3 separate regions of the Sus scrofa genome follow, and regions 1 and 3 are each linked to region 2. A link is a contact called in public Hi-C and HiChIP or PLAC-seq data. All regions are on one chromosome and are shown on one strand. The core of a region is the stretch at or near the end of the contact, and the rest is flanking DNA. Distances in the headings are between cores, read along the strand shown.

Region 1 (2,937 bases), core at 85-2,584, 230 kb before region 2:
CTTTCTTCCCAGTGGTGCTTGGTGCCAGTCTAGGACCACATGAGCCACAGGCCTCAGCTTCCCTCTGAGAAGTCCCAAGATTTTTCTACTCCCATCCCAGGAAGCACGAAAGGGGGAGGACAGATTTAGGCTAGAGTAAAGTCGCCACCTGGCGTCCAATGTGGGTACTTGCAGCTGATGCTTTTGGCAGATGAGGGAGAGAGAAGGAGGAGGTTTAAAAGGCCAGCGGCTAGGTGGAGTGGTTCTTGGATATCTTCTGGGTTTGGGAAACAGCAATTTGGGGGGACTGAGAGTGGATAGGAGCATCAGGTGTGGGTATGGGGAATCTACTGTAGGTCTAGGATTGGGCAGACTTGGGTTCAAAAGGACTCAGGTTTGAGGTCTAAGGCTTGGATTCAAAGAGCCAGGATCAGAGGAGTTTGGGCAGATTTCTCACCAAACAGCACAAACTTGGACTGCAACGTGCGCAGATAGAGGATGTAACAGGCGCCAAAGAAGACAGCCAGAGCTACCAGCAGCATGGGCGATGTTACCCTGGAGGAGGGCAGGGAGGCACAGTCAGGCCGCTGGGGCTGCGTCAGACACGAAGGCCCTGACCTTCTACACCTGGGGACGTCCTTAGGACCACGCAAGTCTAGGTCATGTTTGGTCCCCCTGCATCCCAGCCAGGCTGATGGAGTAGGGACCTGGTCCTCTGGGGTAAAGATCCCACAGAGCTATCCCATGGGGACAGGGCCTGGCCAGTGCAGACATGGCAGCCTGGCGGGGGCGGGGCCTGGCTGAGGGGGGCTGTTCTGGCCAGAGAGACACTCACACGCAGTACAGGATGAGGCCCAGGAACACAAACACATAGTTGCTTTGGTAGTATTCCACGTTGCGTACGAGGCGCTGGCAAAGCTCGCCCAGGTTGCGGGGACGCGAAAAACGCCGCTGGTCCACGAAGGAGCCCCAGGGGCGGATGGTAGCACGGCGCCGCTCCAGCCACTCACGGCCCGCGCCAGAGGGAATCAGTTTCGGCAGCAGGGTCCTGGGGGGTGCGGGACCAGGTCAGCGGTAGACCGGGTTGGAGCCCGGACCCCCGAGCAAGAAGGGGGCCGAGGGGAGCGGGACTCCGGGGTTCTGGGGGGCGGGGGAGATATGGTCCAGGACTCCTGGATTCCAGGGGAGGAAGGGATTGAGCCGGGGCCAGGAGTCCGGATTCCTAACTCCCCAGGGATGAGGGGCGAGAAGCCATGACTCTCGGGTCTAGGTCAGGGGGGCTAGATTAGACTTGCTTACGTGGCGCTCAGCCCTTCCGCCTCGGCATCCTTCTGCTGGTCCTTCTCGGCCGCCATGTCTGTGTTGTGAGGGGAAGAACCGCTGTAACGAGGCTGGGGCCCTCCACACCCCACGGGCCCCGCCCGAAACCGGCCTCACTCGAAGTGGCCGGAGGGGACGTGGCGCCGTTCCGGCGCCGCTGGGGGCGGTAGGTTTGTCACGGAGTATTATGGGAGTTGTAGTCCTGACGATGTCGGGGAGAGTAGGCGCCCTGGTGGCTGCATGGCTCGAGGAGCACCTTGGGAGATGTAGTCGCGTAAAGCGACGTGGGTGCCTCGGGGGCATTGTGGGAGTTGTAGTTTCAAAGGTAGGACGTGCGAGGTCAGAGAAAGTGAGCTGTCAGGAGTCAGGGTGTCGGGGGAGTGTAAAGGCAGAAGACGTCGTGTACTACCCCGAGCAGTCTCTGTACAGTGGGGACTGTGTAGGGCTGTCATTCTGACTCTAAGGATATTAAAAAAAACCGTGATTAAACACTCAGATGTTCTGATTTATCAGATCTGGGGTGAGACCCATTCACTGGCTCTTTTTTTTTTTTTGTGGCAGGCAGGGAGTGGGGTGGGTGGGGACATGCTACGTTTTCTGGCTAAGGATCGAACCCTAGCCACAGCAGCAACCCTAGCACAGCAGTGACAGTGGGGGATCCTGAGCCACCAGGGAACTCATGGACCACATTTGAATAGTGAGACTGTAGAATATTTGTAGGAATCCATTCCATCCTTCTTCAAAGGCTAGTGAGGGGGCCATGGTTGCTGAAGGGGGTTATCTAAGATGGGGAGCAAAGCTCCCCCACAACTCTGGGCTCCTAAGGATGGATGGGTTAGGATTAGGACCTCAAGGATGCCCCTGCTATGGAGAGGGTAAAGGGAAGTAGGGGAAAGTAAAGGGGTGAGTTGTTTTTTTTTTTTTTTAATCTTTTTTTATTCCAGTTTTATTGAGGGGAATGAGGGATTTTAATTTTTAATTTTTATTTATTTATTTATTGTCATTTTAGGGCCACACCCGTGGCATGTGGAGGTTCCCAGGCTAGGGGTCGAATCAGAGCTGCAGCTGCTGGCCCACACCACAGCCACAGCAAGGCGGGATCCGAGGCACATCTGTGACCTACACCACAGCTCACAGCAACGCCAGACACTTAACCCACTGAGCAAGGCCAAGGATCAAATACGCGTCCCCATGGATACTTGTTGGGTTTGTTACCACTGAGCCATGATGGGAACTCTGAGAATTTTTAAAAGACGGAGTAGTTACAACTAAAAGAACTGGATTTCTTGGGTCAGAGGTCAAAATCCAGCCTGTGTTGATTTCATCAACTCCCTGTCTTCATTGGACAGTGAAGATCATCCTGGTTCCACACTCATGGGTTAAGGTTGGGTTGAATGATCCATGTGAAGTGCTTGAAAGAGTCTTGCTATTTTATAACCACTCAATAAATGGTGATGTTGTTTTTGCCACTACATTGTCATGAATGTTATGATTATTTCTAGAGTTCAGCCTTCTCAAATATGTCTGTAACGTAGTTGCTGCTGCTGGCCCCTTGGATGTCCCAAAGAGGGACTGGTGTCTGCCACGTGGGCCGCCTGTCTCTCCCCGGGTCCCCACAGCCATGGTTCTCTCAGTCTT
Region 2 (2,700 bases), core at 127-2,626:
AAACAGATCTCCTTCCCCAACTGGTTCCCCACCCCCGGAATTATCACCCCCTTGAGAGGTGGGAGGGCTGGGTTCTACCTGGCATAAGCTCAGCACTAGCTCTGCTTGGGCTGCAGCAGTGACCTCTAAAGAGTCCCTTCCTCTCTCTCCAGTGGCAGCTGTCATCTACTGAAACTCAGCCTTGGGCTGGACACACAGTTGGCCCCTAGTAACTGAATATCATTGAATCAACTGACAAGAGAGAGGAAAGGGAAAGCAATTTTACAAACTAGGAAGGACCATGTCCACGTTAGGTGGTTACAGTGAGCATTCACAGTGTAGGAGGCCCTATGCTGAGTGCTTTTACCTGTTTGATTTCATCCAGTCCCTTCACCCGTCTTTGAGGTGAATATGATTCAAGACCATTTTAGGAGTTCCCGTCGTGGCGCAGTGGTTAACGAATCCGACCAGGAACCATGAGGTTGCGGGTTCGGTCCCTGCCCTTGCTCAGTGGGTTAACGATCCGGCGTTGCCGTGAGCTGTGGTGTAGGTTGCAGACGCGGCTCGGATCCCGCGTTGCTGTGGCTCGAGTTGCTGTGGCTCTGGCGTAGGCCAGTGGCTACAGCTCTGATTCGACCCCTAGCCTGGGAACCTCCATATGCCGCGGGAGTGGCCCAAGAAATAGCAAAAAAGACCAAAAAAAAGACCATTTTATTATTATTATTATTATTTTGCTTTTTAGGGCCGAACCCTCAGCATATGGAAGTTCCCAGGCTAGAGGTTGAATCAGAGATGCAGCTGCCAGCCTATGCCACAGTGACACAGGATCTGAGCCACTTCTTCGACTTATACCACAGCTCATGGCAACGCCAGATCCTTAACCCACTGAGTGAGGCCAGGGATCGAACCCGCATCCTCATGGATACTGGTCAGGTTCTTAACCCGCTGAGCCAGGACAGGAACTCCCAAGCCCATTTTACGGAGGAGTTAAAGTGAGGCCCAGAGGTGGGTAAGAACCCCAAGTGTGTTGACTCTAAAGCTGTGCTCTCAGAGATGCTCAGTCTTCAGTTATGAAATGACATTTCTGTCAAGGTTTTCCACAACCCAGTCCACTCTAAGGACCCTCGTTTTCCAATGACACCCACTTCTCTCCACTTTCAGGCTTGTCAGGAGCGGCAAGGGAGAACTACGCAGGCGCTGCTCCGAGCCCCGCCCACAGGTCCCGGTGTGTGCGTGGAGAAACTCGCGGAGCTCCGCCTGAGCGTCCACACGCAGGCGCAAGAGCGCGTGTCCTCCGCTTTCGGCTCGGATTGGCCGCAACGGGTGAGGGCACCGCCCAATGGGAGGCGTGGATAGTGAGGGGTCCCTCACGCCTGGAGCGGAGGGTCTGTGTCAAGAGCGGCGGGGGCTGCAGGAGGCAAGAGAGACGGGTGAGGGCGCCGCGGGGCGGGTAGGCGAAGAGAGCGCTGGGTGAACGGAGAGGGCGGAGGGAGAATGAAGGGGACCCCGGGGGTCGAGGAGCTTTGGGGCCTGCGCTAGAGCGGGAGCGGCGCGGAGTGAAACGAGAGCGCTCCTTCCTCTGTGCCCTGGAGCGTTGATTGAGCTCTTGCGGTGTGTAGGATCTTACGGTTGAACTTGCCGTTCTCCTGCCCTTTGCAAAGAGCTCTCAGGCTGCGAAGCTGATAAGTCTGGTCAGAAAAAAGGATGTGTCTCAGGAAAGTTGAACTTCCAGGCCCCTGGTGGGGTCCTTCCTGAAAAGACTTAAACTGATCTATTGTATAACAAAATCCATCCTTCCCCCAAATAGTTTACAATCCAAGATTGGGAAAGGAGAAATGTAAACTAGCAAAGTCCAAATTTCAGGTCTCTCGGGCCGCCTTCTCGACATTTACTGGGTGCCTACTTTGAGTAAGACTTGCACCAGGCACTGGGCCTCACTGGAGGGGAGTTCTCTGTTGGAAGTGGGACTGTAAACAATGAAAAGTTGAGCTCTCAGACCCCTGGTTGACTGCTTCCAGGAAGATCCGTTATTGAAGGGCTGTTGTGTGCCAGTGTCTGGGCAACTCAAAAACTAGTAAGGGAGCTGGAAAGTTTAGTCTTTGGCTTTTAGTGAATCATTTACTCAAGGGGTATTTATTGGACACCAGCTGATAGCAGGGCCCTCTGCTGGGTGGTGTTATTGTGGTAATTTACAGTCTAATGGGGGGGCTGGTCTGATGGAAGAAGAGGAATGTATACAGAGACAGTTAAACTCTCAGGGCCACACTTCCTGGAGGGAGCATTATTCATTCACCAGATGTCTGCTGGGGTGCCTGTTGTGGTGAACAGACTAAAATCCCTGCTCTCTGGAAACTTAACATGAGCAATGCTTGTGTGCAGAGCTGTAAGCTAAACTCTGTCTGCCTTCTGGCACTAACAGATGAGTTTAAGAAGAGGTAGAGTTCCCACTGTGGCTCAGCGGTAACGAACCCAACCAGTATCCGTGAGGATACGGATTCAATCCTTGGGCTCGCTCAGTGGGTTAAGGATCCGGCGTTGCCAGGAGCTGCGGTGTAAGTCAAAGACAGGCTCAGATCTGGCATGGCTGCGTAGCCGTGGTGTAGGCTGGCAGCTGTAGCTCTGATTCCACCCCTAGCCCGGGAACATCCATATGTCACAGGTGCGGCCCTTGGAAAAAAAAGCAAGAAGAAATGGAGATAATGGGGGTTATATTTGGAAAAT
Region 3 (2,946 bases), core at 380-2,879, 150 kb after region 2:
TGCAGCTTGCAGCAATGCCAGATCCTTAACCCACTGAGAGGGGCCAGGGATTGAACCCACATCTTCATGGACACTAGTCAGCTTCGTTCCCACAGCGGGAACTCCTCTCCTGTCTCTTTACATCTATATTGTTTTTTTGTTTTTGTTTTTGTCTTGTAGGGCCAAACTTGCAGCACATGGAGGTTCCCAGGCTAGGGGTCAAATTGGAGCTGTAGTGGTCCACCTACGCCAGAGCCATAGCAATGCAGGATGGGAGCCACGTCTGTGACCTACACCACAGGTCAGGGCAATGCAAGATCCTCAACCCACTGAAGGAGGCCAGGGATTGAACTCATGTCCTCATGGATGCTAGTCGGGCTTGTTAACCACTGAGCCAAGACAGTAACTCCTACATCTATATCTTGATTCTTCCTTACCAGTTCTCAATTTTCTCACTTGCAAAGTGGGAACAATAATAATAACAACTAGGGAGTTCCTGTCGTGGCACAGTGGTTAACGAATCTGACTAGGAACCATGAGGTTGCGGGTTTGATCCCTGTCCTTGCTTAGTGGGTTAAGGATCCAGCGTTGCTGTGAGCTGTGGTGTATAGGTTGAAGACATGGCTCGGATCCCGCATTGCTGTGGCTCTGGCGTAGGCCGGCGGCGGATACAGCTTCAATTAGGCCCCTAGCCTGGGAACCACCATATGCCGTGGGAAGCAGCCCTAGAAAAGGCAAAAAGACCAAAAAACAAAAAAACAAAAAAAAAACCAACTCGATCTCTGAGAGCTGCAATGAGAAAGATATGAGATGATTATGTCAAATTACAGTAAACTCCATACAAGAGAGCTCTATTGTTATTATTGCTTTTAGTATTTTAATATCTCAATTGGTACCTGTTTTTCTCTGTGCTTCCACATGAGTCTCAGGTACCCTCCTGCTGTGGGCTCTTTTTTTACCCTGCACCCGCCCCTGGCTTCCCTTTTGGGGATGAAGAAAGGGAGTTATGGAGGCCAGAGCTTCTTCTAAGCTCTTCCTCTGCATCTCTGGTCCACACACCAAGTCAGGACCCAGAACTCTTGCCTGGGGACAAAGCCTGGCCCCAATACCATAAATAGCTAATAAAATCCTGAACCACGAATCTGTCATCCTTGGAGTCCCCGTTCCTAGAGCAAGACTCTTCAGGTTCATAGCTCCCTCCTCCCTCGAGATCCAGGAATCCTAGCCGCTCAACCTCCTCCTATCTCAGACCCAGAAGCCTAGGCTCCTTAGCCCCTCCTCCAACGAATTCTGCCTCTCAAGACCCATTCAGGACAGGTTCAGGCTGTCGAACAGCCCAGCTACGTGGCAGCCAGAAGTTTTATTCCCGGTCCTTCTGCAATTAACCCTCGCGCTCAGCTCTCTCCCATTTCTCTTTGCAGAGGCGTGTCTGACACTCGAGCACGCCCTGGAGTCGATCTGTGATAAGGTACCCACAACGTCAGTCACTATCCTCTAGCCAATAGGCACTCGGCCTCCACTCCCTGAGCCACTCAGGGCAGGGCGCGTTCCTTAGTAGGTGGTGCCTACAGCCCAAGTCGGACAGCGATAGGGTCTGGAAGACGCCAGTCTCTGCCAGTCCTAACAGTCGGCCAATAGGCTGGGCCCTTGCCGGGTTGGTGTCGTGGACGCTGGAGGGGCCCTTGAGCGGACAGGTTCTGCAAGTCTGGCCGGATAAGCCTTTCATAGCACGCCTCACATTGGGATCCTGGACATAGCTCGAGCGGGAAACGGTGAGGTTTGTTTGGTGAGGCACGAGGCGGAGCGGGGAGCTTAGCTGGGAGGAGAGAGACTGAGTCCGGGATGCATGCATGATCTCAGAAATTCATCCATCCATTCGTTCCCTTCCTCCCACTCTAAACCTGATTCTCTTCTGCCCCTACACGCCCTGCTCACCCATACATTCAGTCCTTCCTGCCCTCATTAAGTTCCTCACTCACACTTGCTCATTAACATGCTCAACCACCTATTAGTTGAACATTTTCTGGGTCTTCCAGTGTTCCAAGCCTAGTGCTGGGCAATGGTGTGACCAAGGTGAATCAGACCTGGGCTCTGCCCTTCAGGAGCCAAGGTCAAATGGGAGGATAGACCCACATATTGATGTACAGGGGTGTGCAGAAGCAGGAGCGTCCGGAAGAGTCTTTTGGGGGTTTAGTGGGTCAGGAAAGGGTTTCCGGAGGAGCTGTTGGAGCTGGATATCAGAGGAGTAGAAGATACCAAGCACCGCTGGAGAAGAGACTGTGGGGAGGGTGTTTCAGCATGAGCAAAGACGGGGGCTTGCAGGAGGGTACTGTGTATAGATGCTCAAGTGGAAGGCCAGACGGGTAAAGCTGGCAGAGATGAAGGGCTGGGTAGAGGCCAGGCTGAGGAGCTTGGGTTTTGTTTTGGTCGGGAGGGGTAATAAGGATCCATGGAATAGTTTAAAGCAGGGAAGCCTGACTCAGGGCTGGAGCCAGAACTGGAGGAATGAGACTGGAAGTCCTTGGTAGTAGTTGGCTTGGGTAGGGAACCGGCAGGAGGCAGAAAAAAACCAATATGGGGCCCAATGGGCTCTGAGATGAGGGGGTGCCCAGGAAAAGACCTAGAGCTTTGGCTTGGGGGGTTGGGGATGATGGAGCTGTTCCTGAGATGGAGATAGGAAGGCAGAACAGGTTGGATGGGTGATGACTGTTTTGGCAGAGATGAGCAAGGGGTCCTAAGGGCTGGACAGGGAGACCTGTGACTCAGGCCAGTGGGTCTGGACCTTCAGGGAGAGTTCTGGGATCCTTCCCCCACCACAGGTCTTAACTCAGAAATCACTTGTGAGAATGGGGACCTCCAAGGTGAGGGCCCCCATCTCCCCAAACTTTTAGGAAGCTGTTCTTTCTTGTGCATCTTTGTTTCTCCCTCCCTTCTTTCCTTGGCAGCATTAATACATGTTCTGTCATC

The links. Hi-C and Micro-C count contacts between places; a contact is called where the count stands out from the background. HiChIP or PLAC-seq counts read pairs in DNA pulled down with a chosen protein or histone mark.
Region 1: an H3K27ac HiChIP or PLAC-seq map of alveolar macrophages shows a contact between it and region 2. The contact joins the promoter of RABAC1 here to the promoter of ZNF526 in region 2. A contact is called at or near these places in 1 of 47 Hi-C or Micro-C datasets (liver) and 1 of 2 datasets of contacts at active chromatin or transcription factors (alveolar macrophages).
Region 3: a contact with region 2 is called in a Hi-C map of liver, with 4 times the contacts expected there. The contact joins the promoter of ATP5SL here to the promoter of ZNF526 in region 2. A contact is called at or near these places in 3 of 47 Hi-C or Micro-C datasets (epiblast stem cells, heart right ventricle and liver).

Annotation. Positions count from the first base shown.
Region 1 is chr6:49,931,985-49,934,921 of Sscrofa11.1, reverse strand. RABAC1 (Rab acceptor 1) reads right to left here and starts at 1,334. Exons shown (of 5, transcript NM_001031795.1): 1 at 1,279-1,334; 2 at 815-1,027; 3 at 437-534. The coding sequence starts at 1,334.
Region 2 is chr6:49,707,157-49,709,856 of Sscrofa11.1, reverse strand. It overlaps ZNF526 (zinc finger protein 526), which reads left to right and starts at 1,376. Exons shown (of 3, transcript NM_001267848.1): 1 at 1,376-1,409.
Region 3 is chr6:49,561,438-49,564,383 of Sscrofa11.1, reverse strand. ATP5SL (ATP synthase subunit s-like protein) reads left to right here and starts at 1,629. Exons shown (of 6, transcript XM_021094422.1): 1 at 1,629-1,751.